Regions from separate parts of the Mus musculus genome. Here all the other regions are linked to region 3. Evidence: chromatin contacts called from public HiChIP or PLAC-seq, Micro-C and capture Hi-C data. All regions are on one chromosome and are shown on one strand. Each heading gives the region's core, a stretch centred on a gene start, on an enhancer-like site or on the middle of the called end of the contact. The rest is flanking DNA. Distances are from core to core; before and after follow the strand shown.

Region 1 (3,130 bases), core at 407-2,906, 1.2 Mb after region 3:
ACAGAGGCCAGAAGAGGGCAGTGGATTCCTTCCGCTGGAGCTGAAGTTACAGGGCGCAGTGTGCTGTCTGTCACAGGAACTGAGACCCAAGCTCAGACCCTCAGAAAGAACAGTCCACCCTCTTCATCAGTGAGCCATCTCTCCAACCCCCAATTCTTTATTTTTATTTTTTTTTCTTTATTTTTAATTTGAAATGTTTGTGTTGGGGCTGGAGAAATGGTTCCGCAGTTAAGAGCACTGGTTGTCCCTGCAGAAGACCCAGATTCAATTCCCAGAACCCACGCGGCAGCTCACAGCCATCCATAACTTCAGTTCCAGGGAACTTGAAGCCCTCTTCTGGCCTCTGAAGGCATTAGTGTAGTGGACAGCCCCTTGCAGGCAAAATTCCCATACACATAAAAAGAAGTAAATTCATTTAAATGTTTGTGCCGGGATGCTTTAGGAAACCTCTCAAACCTTTTTTCCTTTTGAGACTCATGTAGCCCAGGCTACCCTCTAGCTCTCTGTGTAGCTGGAGATGACTTTGAACTCCTGATCCCCCTATCTCTACACCTCAGGTACTTGGATTAGAGGCCTGTGACATCACACCAGGCTTATGTGATACTGGAAAACTGAACTCAGGGACTCTACTAACTGAGCTACATCTGCAACTCTTGCTTCGAACCTGCACTTTTCCTACTTTGTTTATGGTGTGCATCAGTATTTTTAAACTACTCACCCGAACCAAAGAAATGGCTCAGCTGGTAAACATGCCTGCTGCTCAAACCTGGTGACCTGGTTCAAATCCCGGATTCCACAGTGGACGAAAAGAACTGATTCCCGAAACTTGTCACCACCTGCCTTCCACATCCCTGTTTTCACACACATGGGATTGCATGCACACATAACAGTAGTAGTTAACAATAATAAAATTACCCCCGTTCTATAGTGAGACACTGACTTTATAAGTAACCAAGATTTCTTACACATAGATATGAGCATATCAAATTATAATAGTAACAAGCTATAGAGAACCATCTGGAGGGAACGGCTAATATGTTTTATTCGGGTTGTAGCACCAAGAAATGGGGTGTTTGGCTTGCACTCATTCTGGCAGATTCACCATTATTCTGACACAGACCTTTATATCCTTGGCTCTGAACTGGAAGCGCATCGAGCATCCGACGAGGGCAGTAGGATCTCATGGTAACTAAAGCATCTGTAGATGAATTTGAGCATTGTTTGCTGAGTAGCATGGTAAATTCGTGGAATGTACAACACACACCATGTGCATACATCATACATGTATATTTAAAACTTAGAAAATAGATAAGGAAAAGCAGCAGATAACTTAGCCACAGTTGCAGCCCCCAGAACCTACGAACCTGAATTGCTTACTGAGGTGTGAGGTCTCCCGAGGACGTGAGGTCTATGGCTAACTGTACCATGGGGTTGAAATCAGAACTTGTAGTGAATGCGTGGCTTTTAGAAGTCACTCACAGGCCGGCTACCAAACTGCTGACAGTGCCTGAGTGTTCAGCCCTGAATGTGACCTCAGCTCCACCAGGCTTCCCTCTCCAAGGTTTAGACAGCACAGCAGCAAAGCAATGGAAAGAACGTCCTTGGAGCCGGAGGTAGAGTAAGACTGCTAAATGCTGCCTCAGGACTGCATGTGCCCTAGGGAACTCAGTTACCATGGTTTCTGTCACAAGACCTAAATAGCATTCCAGAACCGGAAGGAAGGGGCTCACGGGGCTCCGCCTCCCGCTGAGGGGTTGGCGTTGGTGGGCGCTAAGAAAGCTTGAGATGGATTTCTTCAGGGTGTGGCCAGTGCCAGGGTGAGCATGCCTAGTGAATGGCCCCATACCCAATCATGCGCTTACAGCCAGCACTGACTAGACTCAGTTGTTGGGAACAAAATAAAGAATGGGGCCCTGGGGAAGAAGGGAAGGAAAAATATGCCCAATGCCCCGGCAGAGTTTCCCTATTCTCTGGTCAGTCAGGTGTGAGAGGGCTGCTACCTACCCTATCCACTCATCCCTGGGTGGGCATTCCTCTATCTCACTCTTGAAGGGGTGGCCAAGGGGCAGCCCTGCCTGGGGACACCCCCCCCCCCAGCTAATTTGCTAAAGCCACCAGGGTTGTGGAAGAGAGGGAATGGGGGAAGAAGTTCCCAACACTGACCAGAGGGCGCAGAGGAACTTGAAGGGCAGAGACACTCCATGGTTTAAGAGCTTAATTATAGAAATGCAGGGGAAAGAGAGAAGGGGAGAGACAGAGACAGAGAGAGAGAGAGGCTCAGAGAGAAAGAGAAAGGAGAGAAGAGAGGACAAAGAGAAGGGAAGAGGAGAGAGAAGTGAGAGGTAGAGGACAAAGGAGTAAGAGAGCGAGGTGGGGGCTGAGCACCCCTTTTTATGGTCTTCACTGTTGCTAGGTAACTGGGGAGGAGTTTAGCCTGAAGGTCAGAAGCTTGGGACATTGCTTACATGACTACTGACCATGCTTCTCTTGTGGGGGCTGTGGGAGGTGGTACCTTAGGCAGTGCCTGGAGTTCCAAGAACATGAGGGAACGCCTACCGTGTCATGTAGGTAAATTATGACCATCGGGTTCAAACCTCAGCTCGACTGGAGACCAGCCTGCAATTCCCCACACTGAGTCACAAAGGAGGAGGGCAAGAAAGGGAGGGAGGGAGGGAGGGAGGGAGGGAGGGAGGGAGGGAGGGAGGGAAGGAGGGAGGGAAGGAAGTTAGAGGGGGTGGGATGAATATGATTAAAATATACTATATACATATATGAAAAGTTCAAAAAATGAATAAAGATGGGTTTTTTTATGTTCAGCCTTGGGGCTTTAGAAGTGGCTCAGCAGTTAAGAGCACTTGTCACTCTTTCAGAGGACCCAGGTTCAGTTCCCAGCATCCACGGGGAGTTCAGAACTTCCTGTAACTCCAGTTCTAAGGGATGGATGTTCTCTTCTGGTCTCCCAGAGTACTGCGTGCACATGGTATGCACATGCATGCACATAAGCAAATCATACACATAAATAAATCTAAAACTAAATAAATAGCCTTGGAGCTGCAGAGATCACTTGGTAAATGCTCGCCACGGAAGGACAAGGTCTGAGCCTGAGCCTCAAGACCTATGTATGTAAAGA
Region 2 (3,172 bases), core at 565-3,064, 1.9 Mb after region 3:
CAAACCAGGATGTCCCGCCCCCATGGGGTAGGGGTGGGGGGTAGCCCGAGTTAAGCCATCTCTGCAACCTCACAAAGAAGACCTTAATTTAAAAATAGGATGAATGTAAGTGATTAATTCAGTTGTAAAAGCTGCATCTTAACTGTTTAATCTCAGTTTAATCTGACCGGGTGGGAAACAAAAAATCCTGTCGTACCAAGTCACATGTTGAAGGTGCTGCACAAGTGCCCAAAAGTAGCTCTCAGAGGCAATGCTATCCTCTTTTCTCAAAAAGCTCCTTGGGGGGGGGGGGGGGGGAGGTCTCCGTTTATTTATTCGGAGACCGTGAATCCAGGCTCTTCCCTACATTATTTTGTAAAGCTCGAATAGATTCTTCAGGTATCACAACCGTCATCCACACGAATCACATGCTGTCCTCTCAGTACTGTGGAAATGTCCCATCAATTTTGGCGGCCCAGGCCATGAGTCCCCCCACGATGTCCTGAACAGTTAAAGAGTCTAACTCCGGCACTGCCGTTAAGGACTGCAGGACCTTCACAGCTTTCTGGGAGTCGTTTCCCAGTTTGCAAATCACATACACCGGGAGAGCAACCCCTTCCTGCGACTCCTGCTTCCCTTTCCGGAGGGCAGCCCCTAAGAGTTTCAGGCTGTCCGCATCCCTGCGTTCCAACTGACTCAAAGGGATGTGGAGAGAGTGCGGCAGGCGACAGATGTCCACCTCTACTTGAGGCCGGACGTCCAGCAACACATGGGGCGCCCCGGAATCCAGAAGCCGCTTGTAGTCGGTCACAGAAATCCGCTCCTCGGGGCACAGCAGCTTCAGGGCGCGGCACTTGTCGGTGGCCGAGGAGCCGCAGAAGGCCTCGTAGTCCTGCAGGCGGGTCACGGTGGGCTGCTGCCCGCACACGACGCAGTCAGGCCGGCGGCGCCGCAGCCGGATCCGGCGGAAGTGGCCCCCGAGGCCGTCGAAGAGCAGCATGCTGCCGCTGTAGGAGGAGCCGAGGCCGGCGGCGATCTTGAGCACCTCGAGGGCCTGCGCGCAGCCTAGCACGCCGGGCACCGCTCCGAGCACGCCGCCGTCTGCACAGTTGGTCACTGTCTCCGGCGGGGGCGGCCGCGGGAACACGCAGCGGTAGCACGGCCCGCCGTCGTGGTGGTAGACGGTCATCTGGCCCTCGAAGCGCAGCGCGCTGGCCGACACTAGCGGCCGGCCGGCCAGCACGCACGCGTCGTTCACCAGGTAGCGCGTGGGCACGTTGTCGCAGCAGTCTGCCACCACGTCGTAGCCGCGGACCAGGTCGAGCGCCCAGTCCTCGGCGAGCGCGCGCGGGTACGCCACGCACTCCACCGCCGAGTTGAGACGGCGCAGCGCCGCGGCCGCCGAGCGAGCCTTGCTCTCGCCGGCCTGCGCCTCCCCGTGCAGGACCTGGCGGGCCAGGTTGCTCGTCTCCACCACGTCGTGGTCCACCAGCCCCAGCCTGCCTACGCCGGCCGCCGCCAGGTACTGCGCCAGCGGGCAGCCCAGCCCGCCGCAGCCCACCACGAGCACCGCCGCCGCCGCCAGGCGCAGCTGCCCGCGCACGCCCAGCTCCGGCAGCAGTAGCTGGCGGCTGTAGCGGAGGATCTCGTCCCGCGACAGCGCGGCCCGGGGCGCCAGCGGCGGCGGCGGGACCCGGAGCGGACGCTCGGGCTCCGGCTCGGCTGTCAGGGCCGCGGCCAGCCTCCGCTTGAGCGAAGCTAGCTCTTCCTCCCGCCGGGTGATTTCAGCCTGTAAGGCAGCTACGTCCTCCGGGGCAGCCATGACAGCCTCTTCCGGAAAGAGCCGGGAAGGGACTTCCGTTTCCGGTTGCCTGTCTCTTAGCGACTGGAAAACGAAGACGCTTCCTGGCCCTTGAAAGTGAAACGAATGGGTTTTTATCCGGGGAAGCCGTCACGATTGGCTTGAAACGGTCACCATATCTGGAAGTTTCCCGGGGACCACACTGGGACGTCGGAGCGCCGAGCCTCCCCCATGCTCCGAGATTTGGTACGGCCCGTGTCGGATGACGTAAGTCCGCTTCCGGCGCCTCTCGCAGAGCCGTCATGGCTTCCACGGGGGCGAGTCGCAGTCTTGCTGCGTCTCCGCGGCCGCCGCAGGGCCGCTCCTCGCGACAGGACAAGTACTCGGTGCTGTTGCCCACCTACAACGAACGGGAGAACCTGCCGCTCATCGTGTGGCTGCTGGTGAAGAGCTTCTCCGAGAGGTAGAAGGGGCTTCTCGCGCGGGGGCCGGGAGCCGGCCGCGGGCTGCAGGTCGGCGGTTGGCTGCGCGAGGAGACCCCCGGAGGCCCGGTCTCCGCTCCCTCCCGAGCCTGCTCGCGGCTTTCCCCAGCGGGGAGAACCGAGGAGCACAGCCCCGCGTCTTTCTCCTTCCTGCTCAGGTCTCTAGCGAGTCCGGTGTCTATCTGTTGACAGATCGCGCTGGCCTGCGTCCCCGGCCTGTTCTCTCTAAAGGGCTAACTTAACTTCTTTTTGACTTCGGGGCGAGGAGGTATGACCTCATACCTCTGGGCGGTCAGGATCCGCCGCCGGAGCCGGGAGTCCCGAGCCAGCGTTCTCCCCATCGCCTTGGGGCCGAGCGCTTACGTAAGCTTGTTGTTTGCGCTGTCAGAGAACTGCTGATGAGCTGGCAGGGAGCGAGCATCTTCGCCGAGTTTGATTAGGAACCCGGGCTTATTTGTGTGTTGTTTTGAAAAACACGGGGCCTTTCGCTTTGTTAGGCAGAGCCCTAGCTCTTAGGAACAAGAATTTTGATAGTGAAAGTGTTACGCATTTAAGAAAAAAAAAAAAAGGTCTCCGAACTAAACAGTAAATAAAATGCCTCCTGATGGCAGTGGCAGGACGGAGTCAGTACTTTACGGCCAGATGAGTGTCATGCTGTGATGATCATGGGCGATCTTTTACTGTCAACCTACAGAACGGGATTTTGCAGGAGTAGGATGGCGTAGCAGTGCGCTGTTTTAGACAGTGCGTCAGAAGAACACAGATTGTTTCCAGAGCTTTTTGTTTGTTGGTTGGCTTTTGCTTCTCAAACGACAATGAGGACGCTGTGCCCATATTTTCTAATAGCAAGAAAAAAATACTTGATCCCAAGCTATGCACTACAAGGGATACGTTTGCAAACGAGTTGTAC
Region 3 (3,184 bases), core at 674-3,173:
TAACAGAGTATGGCTTTGTGAGGGCATGGAGAACCGCCCCCCCCCTCCCTTTCTTCCTTTACTCTGAAAATAACTCAGTAGCTACAAGGTCTGAGAGCCCGAGTCTCATTGTTCTTAGCCAAATGATTGTTTGTCAAAATATTTGATTGTTTCCCTGTTGCTGCTGAGACGTTTGGACTTTCCTTTCTGTCCCATCTCCACACTAGGGTTTTTAACTATCAGCTATTGTGTTTACAGTATTCAAGGCTTCAGAGTGCAAAGGTTATCCATTAACATGGGGACTGAAGCTCAACCTCTATCCACTTTACTTGGTCATAGTTTTCTTTGTTTTATAGCAAAGCTCCCCTCCCTCGTTTTTTTTTTTTTTTTTTAATTTGGGGGGGTCAAAGTTAAATGAAGTCTTCTGCTTATGAATGCTTGCTGAGCTGTTGCGTTTTGATCGTGAATATTTATAAGGCTTTAACCTTATAAATATTATAGTTTATGATATTTATAGGGTAAATATAATACTTTAGAGAAAGATATTAATCTGTGGTGAGAAAAGGAACCCTAGTACTAAAAATGATCAATATCTTCTGGGCTTGGATGAGAATCAGGGCTGGCTTAAGGATCTACTTCCAGCGATGCTAATTAATTGTGAGTAAGTAATTGATTCACTTCCTTTGAAAAAAAAGACTAACGAGACCATATGTGGGTTGGTAGTTCTATGTAAAATGACAGCAAAAACATTCTACAAGGCAGGTTCTTGCCCCTTGCTAAGCTGTCTTCTTGAATTCTTCTTCCTATTTATTAAGGACTGCGTTGCTTACCAGTTCCGGTCGGTTCTTTTTTGTCCCGTTCCCCCCCAACCCCCACGCTTCTTTTTGATTTAGGAAATGGGTATGTATGCTTTTCTTGATGTTTTCCCACTTTTTGATACACCGAGGGCCAGCTTGAAAAAGAAACAAACAAGTTGACTGTTCGGTGTTAAGCAATAAATCTATTTTACATTTGAGTTCATTTGCATTTTGGAGCAGAAAAATTATTGGATGTGATTGTGGCCGCCATAGTTCCTCCCTGGGGCTTGCTTAAAACGGGACATCAGTCCCAGGCCTTTGGAGTCAAACCTTTTCCTGTCTTATCTTCTTTCATCTTTAATACGAGTCAGGAACAAAACAGAAGGGAAACGCTTTAAGTGAGATGGGCATAAAGAAGTGTGTGGTTTTTGTTTTTGAGCACACTTTTAAGCCTAGTTTCACTCAAATGAATTTCTCTGCAAACTAAGATTTATTAGGTACCAAGTCCAAATTCAGATATGAAACTATAATAGAAACACAAGCCCAGGGTGTTAAGGAAGAAATAAAAAGGCTTTTTGAAGATAACAATTTAAGAGAAAATTTATTCTTTTTAGGTCTCGGACCTTCCTCACATTGACTCTCTGAAAGTGTTAACCTTCACAACACCTCAGAACACCGCTATCCTGTGAGCTCCCGAAGCCAGTGGCAAGGTTGGTTTATTTTTAAATTTTTATTATTATTATTGTTGTTGTTCGTGATTCTGGGCGACCGGGGAGTTGGGCAACCGGCCCCTCCCCTCCTCTTCCCTCCCCTCCCGGGGCGCACCTTGCAAGGGAGGGGGAGGCGGCGAGGGAGGACTGGCTGTGCGCCTGCGTGCTGCGTTTGCAGCCCCCCCCTCCATCCCCAGAATACCTGTCACTGGAACCGCCCGGGCGCGAGCGCGCCACGTTAGGCCGGATGGCGGGACACGGCGCGGGGCGCGCGTGCGCGGGAGCCCACGGGGTGGGAGTGGGGTGCGCGCGCCGCTCCGCGGGGCTCGCGCCTCGGGGGGTCCGAGGGGGGCGTGGCCCGCAGCGGTGGGCGGGTCGGGGACGCGCTTGCGCACACGCGCGGTCACAGAGGGGGCGTGGCCGGGGGCGGGGCGTCAGGCGGCGCGGCCGGGGGGGAGGGCGCAACAGCTGCTGCGAGCACTTTCTGCCCCAACAGTCCCCCCGCCGGACGCCGGCCGCCCGCCCGCCCGCGCAGGGACCCCGCGCCTGCACTGTCCCCGCGCGGACGAGTAGGGGGCGCCCGCGCCGCTCCCTCGCCCCGCGCCGGAGGTGAGCCCGGCCCCCCGGAGCCTCTGTGGGGGTGGGGGTCCCGGCGCCCGCGGCCGTGGGAGGCGGGCATGGCGCGGCCCCGTCCCGGTCCCCGCGCCGTCGGGGCTAGCGGCAGACGCACAAAGGCCGCGCCGCCTCTGCCGCTCCTTCAGCCCCGCGGCTGGGCGGTGCAGCCGGACGGCCGCAGGTAAAGGGGCGCCGGGGCCGCGTCCCCACGGCTGCGGCCGCGCGTGGGGCTGGGAGGGACGGCCGAGACAATGGCCTGCCCGGCGCGGCGTGGCCGTCGGGGGTCCGGGCCCCTGCGGGAGCTGCGTCCTGCCAACCAAGGAAGGTGTTCGGTTTCACTCCCAAACTTAGAACGTCCCGCAAACTCCCGTGGGAAGTTCGTGCGGGTTGGCGGGAGGCGGCACCGCACATCCGAGGGCGCCGCCCCGTGCGCCTCAGTTTAGCCTCAACGCGAGCGGGCGCGCAGTGAAGGGCGCCCCCGCCTCAGACCCTCGGCGCACGGGAAGCGCATTCTTGGGCGGGGAGGGTGGGGGTGGGGACAGCGGGCGGGGATTTTTCCCGAAAGGTTTGCTTCCTGAAGTGAGCCGAAGTCCCGGGGGCCCACTTCTGGGACCCCCAGTGGGGGCCGGTCCGCACTCACACAGTAGTAGAAACTTTTAAACTTTTTATTGTTTGGGTCGGGGGCTCGGGGTGGTCGTTCCCAACCTTAAGGGCTGTGTCCTGTGAGCCTTAGTTTCTTTCTCTGAGAAACAGGCATTCCTGAGCATGCGTTGATTAAGGGGCACCAGCTTGGGGTCCAGGGCTGTAGGGCACCATGTGTACCCCAGGATCCCGTGGCCAGTTTCCTGGTTTGGGATGGGTTGGAGCCATTAAGTTGTATGTTTTAAGAGGCCTAGGTCTGATTTAGTTCAGGTTGATTCAATTATGTCTTCATCCCTTTTGAGGTGGTTGAATAACTTGACATGAGATTAAGGCCAACAAAAGAGGAGGCAGGGTAGCCACAGCTGCTGGCCATGCCTGGCAACTAGGTAGGGGCCTCAGGGGGCCTTTCACCTCTCTTTGTAAGAGAAAAACGTCCACAGC
Region 4 (3,249 bases), core at 578-3,077, 1.4 Mb after region 3:
CTGTTTTCTCCTCCTCCTAATCTCTCTCTCTCTAAAAGACAGGGCCTCCCTTCCAACTTGAGATCTTCCTACCTTGGCCTTATGAAAGCTATCTTCATCATCTCCTTATTACTATCCTGACTGACGTGGCCGAAGGGTCCCCACCTCATTCCAGGGCAGATAGAGCTGCTATGCCCTAACTATCACTAACTTAGATAAAGGAACAGAACCATATTACACAATGCTTCCCTTAAAGGGCTCATCTTTCTTGAGTTGTAAACTGTACATTCCTTCAGATTTGTGAGTTATAGCGCCTGCTCTGCTCCTTTCCCAGAAAGGTGTGGAGAATATTGGTAGATTAGTCAGCGAGAAGGCAGGTGTTAATTTGCCTTCTGACTCGGTATCAGAATCTTCAAGTGCTTTTATGCAGCATGAAAACAGATTCTTCCCCGCCAAGGCCACCACGCCGCCACCCTGGCTGGCAGGAGGGGCTGTCCTATTTCTTTTAGATGTTGCGCTCGAAGTAATTCAAGCTACGTTGCAGAAGAAAGACCAGAACTGGAAAGCAGGCATTTCTGTAAGGGCTCAGTGCTAGCTACGCATATCAAACCTGTGGTCCAGCTGACTTATTCAGCTCTGGGTTGTCCACAGGCACAGGTGAGCATGCTCATGAGGTCAGGCTCCTGTTTCCCGCTTCCTTCCTCACCAGCCTCTCAGAAGCAGGAAACGACAAATAGCTAATCAAGAAAATGCAAAGCAGAAAGATGGAGGAGAGGCTGATGTCTGCCCAGTCTCTCATAATGAAGGCAAAGTCAAATAAGGATCTAGCTGTCCACAGGTCCCATGGGAAGGCCACAGAGGGGGCTGGCCAGTTAGTTGAACTTCTTCAACACTGAGCTCAGACACTGTTGCAAGGAAGTTAGCCAATTAAACTTAGGTAGATTTGAGAAATAAATTTTTATATCCATACACACCCTTTTAGGAAATTCTAGGCATTCCCGAATCAGGACCACACAACTTCAGGAGGAAGTGGCTTTTCTGTAAGTCAGTTCTGTATTGCAGTGTTCTAGAAAGCAGTTAAGTACAAACACCCTCGTACCTTTTGGGAGCCCTGAACAGCTTTAGGGATAGAATCTGCAACCACTTGCTATTCTGGAATTGTTTTCTAGCAAGTTTGCTTTTCATCTGCCCTTTCTACAGTTAGCAGACAGTGGTTTAGAAGTGCTTCCGAAAATCCAGGAAGTTTACAACAAATCCTGGCTCGTGAATATGAATCCCGCGAGTATTACTCAGCATTTTAAGGATGCAAACCCTGGTGGGTTCGGAAGAGCTTGAAATTAGGTAAGATGGGGAGGTGGGATGGACAGAAGGTACCACCGGCCACTTCAAAACGCAGTTTTAACATTTCCGTAAAAAGAAAATTGAAAAGGGACTCGAGTCTCTTGTTCAGGTTTGATTTTAGAGGGAAAAGTTGAACCGACTTATTTTTCTGTGAGCGGAAAGACCTTTCTCAGCTGGTAGTTATCAACTACGCCAATTACTACAATAATTTTGTGGAGCGCGTAACCGAGATACATCGGTTCTAGAACTTTCATGTCCAGCCCTGATTTTCAATAAACCAATTTTCCTTTTTCCGTCTCAGAATTCGGATAGTGGCCGCAAGGATGATTCCCCCCACCTCCAAGTCGATCCACGCCTCGGCCAATCTGAGCCCGGATGCTAATTAGCTATGCTTCCTAGATGAACACGCCTTTGTCACATGTAGGGCCGGACTACAAGGCCCAGCATGCCTCTCCCCTCCCTGATCAATGAGGGCTTATTTAAATGATCTCTGAGGTCTTGGACCCAGGCCAATCAGCTGTCAGAGCTCATGATAAATCGCAATGCATTATTGATAATAATAATTACTGGGACATGCGCGTTTCGGCCGAAGGGGGCTAAAATTTCCCAACTCCAGGAATTGGTGGCGGAGAGGGGGCAAGTCACCAGGGCTCTTCCCGGCGCCCCAATGCGCGCACCATGTCGAGGCGCAAGCAGGCGAAGCCCCAGCACATCAACTGGGAGGAGGGCCAGGGCGAGCAGCCTCAGCAGCTACCGAGCCCCGACCTCGCCGAGGCGCTGGCGGCGGAGGAACCCGGTGAGTGCGGCTGCGGCCACGTCCGTGCGCCCGACTGTCCGTGCGTCCCGGGAGGGCGCTCCTAGCACTGCCGCGCGTCCCTCGAGGGCGCGGGTTCCGGGAGCCGATTCTGGAATGGGGATTCCGGACTCTGTTCCAGGAAAGGAGAGATGCGGAGGGAGGGAGCCTCAATCCCCCACCTCGGAGGGAGCCTCAACCCGCCCACCCCTTTGCAAATCCCCCTAGTTTTCTCCCTCTTATTGTAAAGTTGATTCCACATTCTGCCTCTCCCTCCAACTTCTCTCTCCTCGTCCACAGTCCCATAATTGGTTTCCCTCCTTTGGATACATAAGCACCCACCTACGCCGGTAACTTGGGCTTCCTTCACCCCCTCTCTAGTGGCGCCGCTTTTAAAAGAAAGAGACCCCCAAGTCTCCCCACCCTCTCTACTACCCTCTTGGGGGCCCCTGGGGGAGGGGCGCACCTCTGGGGGACCCCCCGAGGAGGGCGATCTGTTGCACGCGCCCCTCCCAGGCCGAGTGGGGGGAGGGGGCGCGACCTCTCCCCACCCCCAGGCCGGGGTACGGGCCACCCGCACAGCGCAGAGGGCGGGGGAGGCTGTTGGGCTTAGTTCCCTTTCGGAGGAAGGGAACTTTTATTTTTTTGTAATTTTAGATATTTTGTTTACCTTTTTTTTTCTTTCCGCCTTTCCCGGGGGCTACGGCGCCTGCTGCCGGTCCTCGCCCTAACCTTTCGGGGCCTGACCTCCAGCCATCTTTGATTTCCGACTATCTAAAAATAACCGCGGCCAGCGGGAGGGTGCGGGCCGGGGCCCGGGCAGCGGGTGCATGGTCACCCCCTCTGGGGCGCACCCCCGCTCCTTTATTTATTTTTTTGCACGGATCCCCCGGGCGGCACTGCTCAGCACACGCCCGGGAGGTGAAAGGGGAGAGGTCGGGTTGCGGCTGACCCGGCCTGAGCCTCCACGGAGTTCAGGACCTCAGCGCGGCCGGGAGCTGCGGGCGAGCCCCTCGTCCCTGCCCGCCGTGCTGTCGCCGAAGAAACCGGGAACGTTGGGAGGAGGGAGTCCCCCTGGGCCTCCCGCTCGATTCCAGCTCTCCGCGGATGGTGGGCGGTGTGCGGACTCTGCGCGC

The links. Hi-C and Micro-C count contacts between places; a contact is called where the count stands out from the background. HiChIP or PLAC-seq counts read pairs in DNA pulled down with a chosen protein or histone mark. Capture Hi-C pulls out chosen DNA fragments and counts their contacts.
Region 1: a contact with region 3 is called in a capture Hi-C map of embryonic stem cells, with 3 times the contacts expected there. The contact joins the promoter of 1700017J07Rik here to the promoter of Zfp217 in region 3. A contact is called at or near these places in 10 of 39 promoter capture datasets (the 3T3-L1 cell line, 3T3-L1-derived adipocytes, the C10 cell line and 5 more), 2 of 115 datasets of contacts at active chromatin or transcription factors (embryonic stem cells and extraembryonic endoderm stem cells) and 1 of 9 other capture datasets (embryonic stem cells).
Region 2: an H3K4me3 HiChIP or PLAC-seq map of pro-B cells shows a contact between it and region 3, with 8 times the contacts expected there. The contact joins the promoter of Mocs3 here to the promoter of Zfp217 in region 3. A contact is called at or near these places in 5 of 39 promoter capture datasets (3T3-L1-derived adipocytes, the C10 cell line, the HPC-7 cell line and 1 more) and 4 of 115 datasets of contacts at active chromatin or transcription factors (embryonic forebrain, large pre-B cells, pancreatic cancer cells and 1 more).
Region 4: a Micro-C map of embryonic stem cells shows a contact between it and region 3, with 4 times the contacts expected there. The contact joins the promoter of Sall4 here to the promoter of Zfp217 in region 3. A contact is called at or near these places in 1 of 39 promoter capture datasets (embryonic stem cells), 1 of 484 Hi-C or Micro-C datasets (embryonic stem cells) and 3 of 115 datasets of contacts at active chromatin or transcription factors (embryonic forebrain, embryonic midbrain and stem cell-derived neural progenitor cells).

What each region holds. Positions count from the first base shown.
Region 1 is chr2:168,976,795-168,979,924 of GRCm38.p6, reverse strand. 1700017J07Rik (RIKEN cDNA 1700017J07 gene) reads right to left here and starts at 1,656. Exons shown (of 2, transcript NR_040326.1): 1 at 1,365-1,656; 2 at 1,019-1,198.
Region 2 is chr2:168,229,264-168,232,435 of GRCm38.p6, reverse strand. It overlaps Mocs3 (molybdenum cofactor synthesis 3), which reads right to left and starts at 1,814. Exons shown (of 1, transcript NM_001160330.1): 1 at 133-1,814. The coding sequence starts at 1,801. The coding sequence ends at 419. Dpm1 (dolichol-phosphate (beta-D) mannosyltransferase 1) reads left to right here and starts at 2,057. Exons shown (of 9, transcript NM_010072.4): 1 at 2,057-2,243. The coding sequence starts at 2,083. It overlaps Gm20716 (predicted gene 20716), which reads left to right and starts at 2,057. Exons shown (of 12, transcript NR_132310.1): 1 at 2,057-2,243.
Region 3 is chr2:170,129,959-170,133,142 of GRCm38.p6, reverse strand. Zfp217 (zinc finger protein 217) reads left to right here and starts at 1,923. Exons shown (of 6, transcript NM_001033299.3): 1 at 1,923-2,095.
Region 4 is chr2:168,765,779-168,769,027 of GRCm38.p6, reverse strand. It overlaps Sall4 (spalt like transcription factor 4), which reads left to right and starts at 1,827. Exons shown (of 4, transcript NM_175303.4): 1 at 1,827-2,116. The coding sequence starts at 1,999. It overlaps Gm14261 (predicted gene 14261), which reads right to left and starts at 2,885. Exons shown (of 2, transcript NR_166178.1): 1 at 2,784-2,885; 2 at 918-2,246.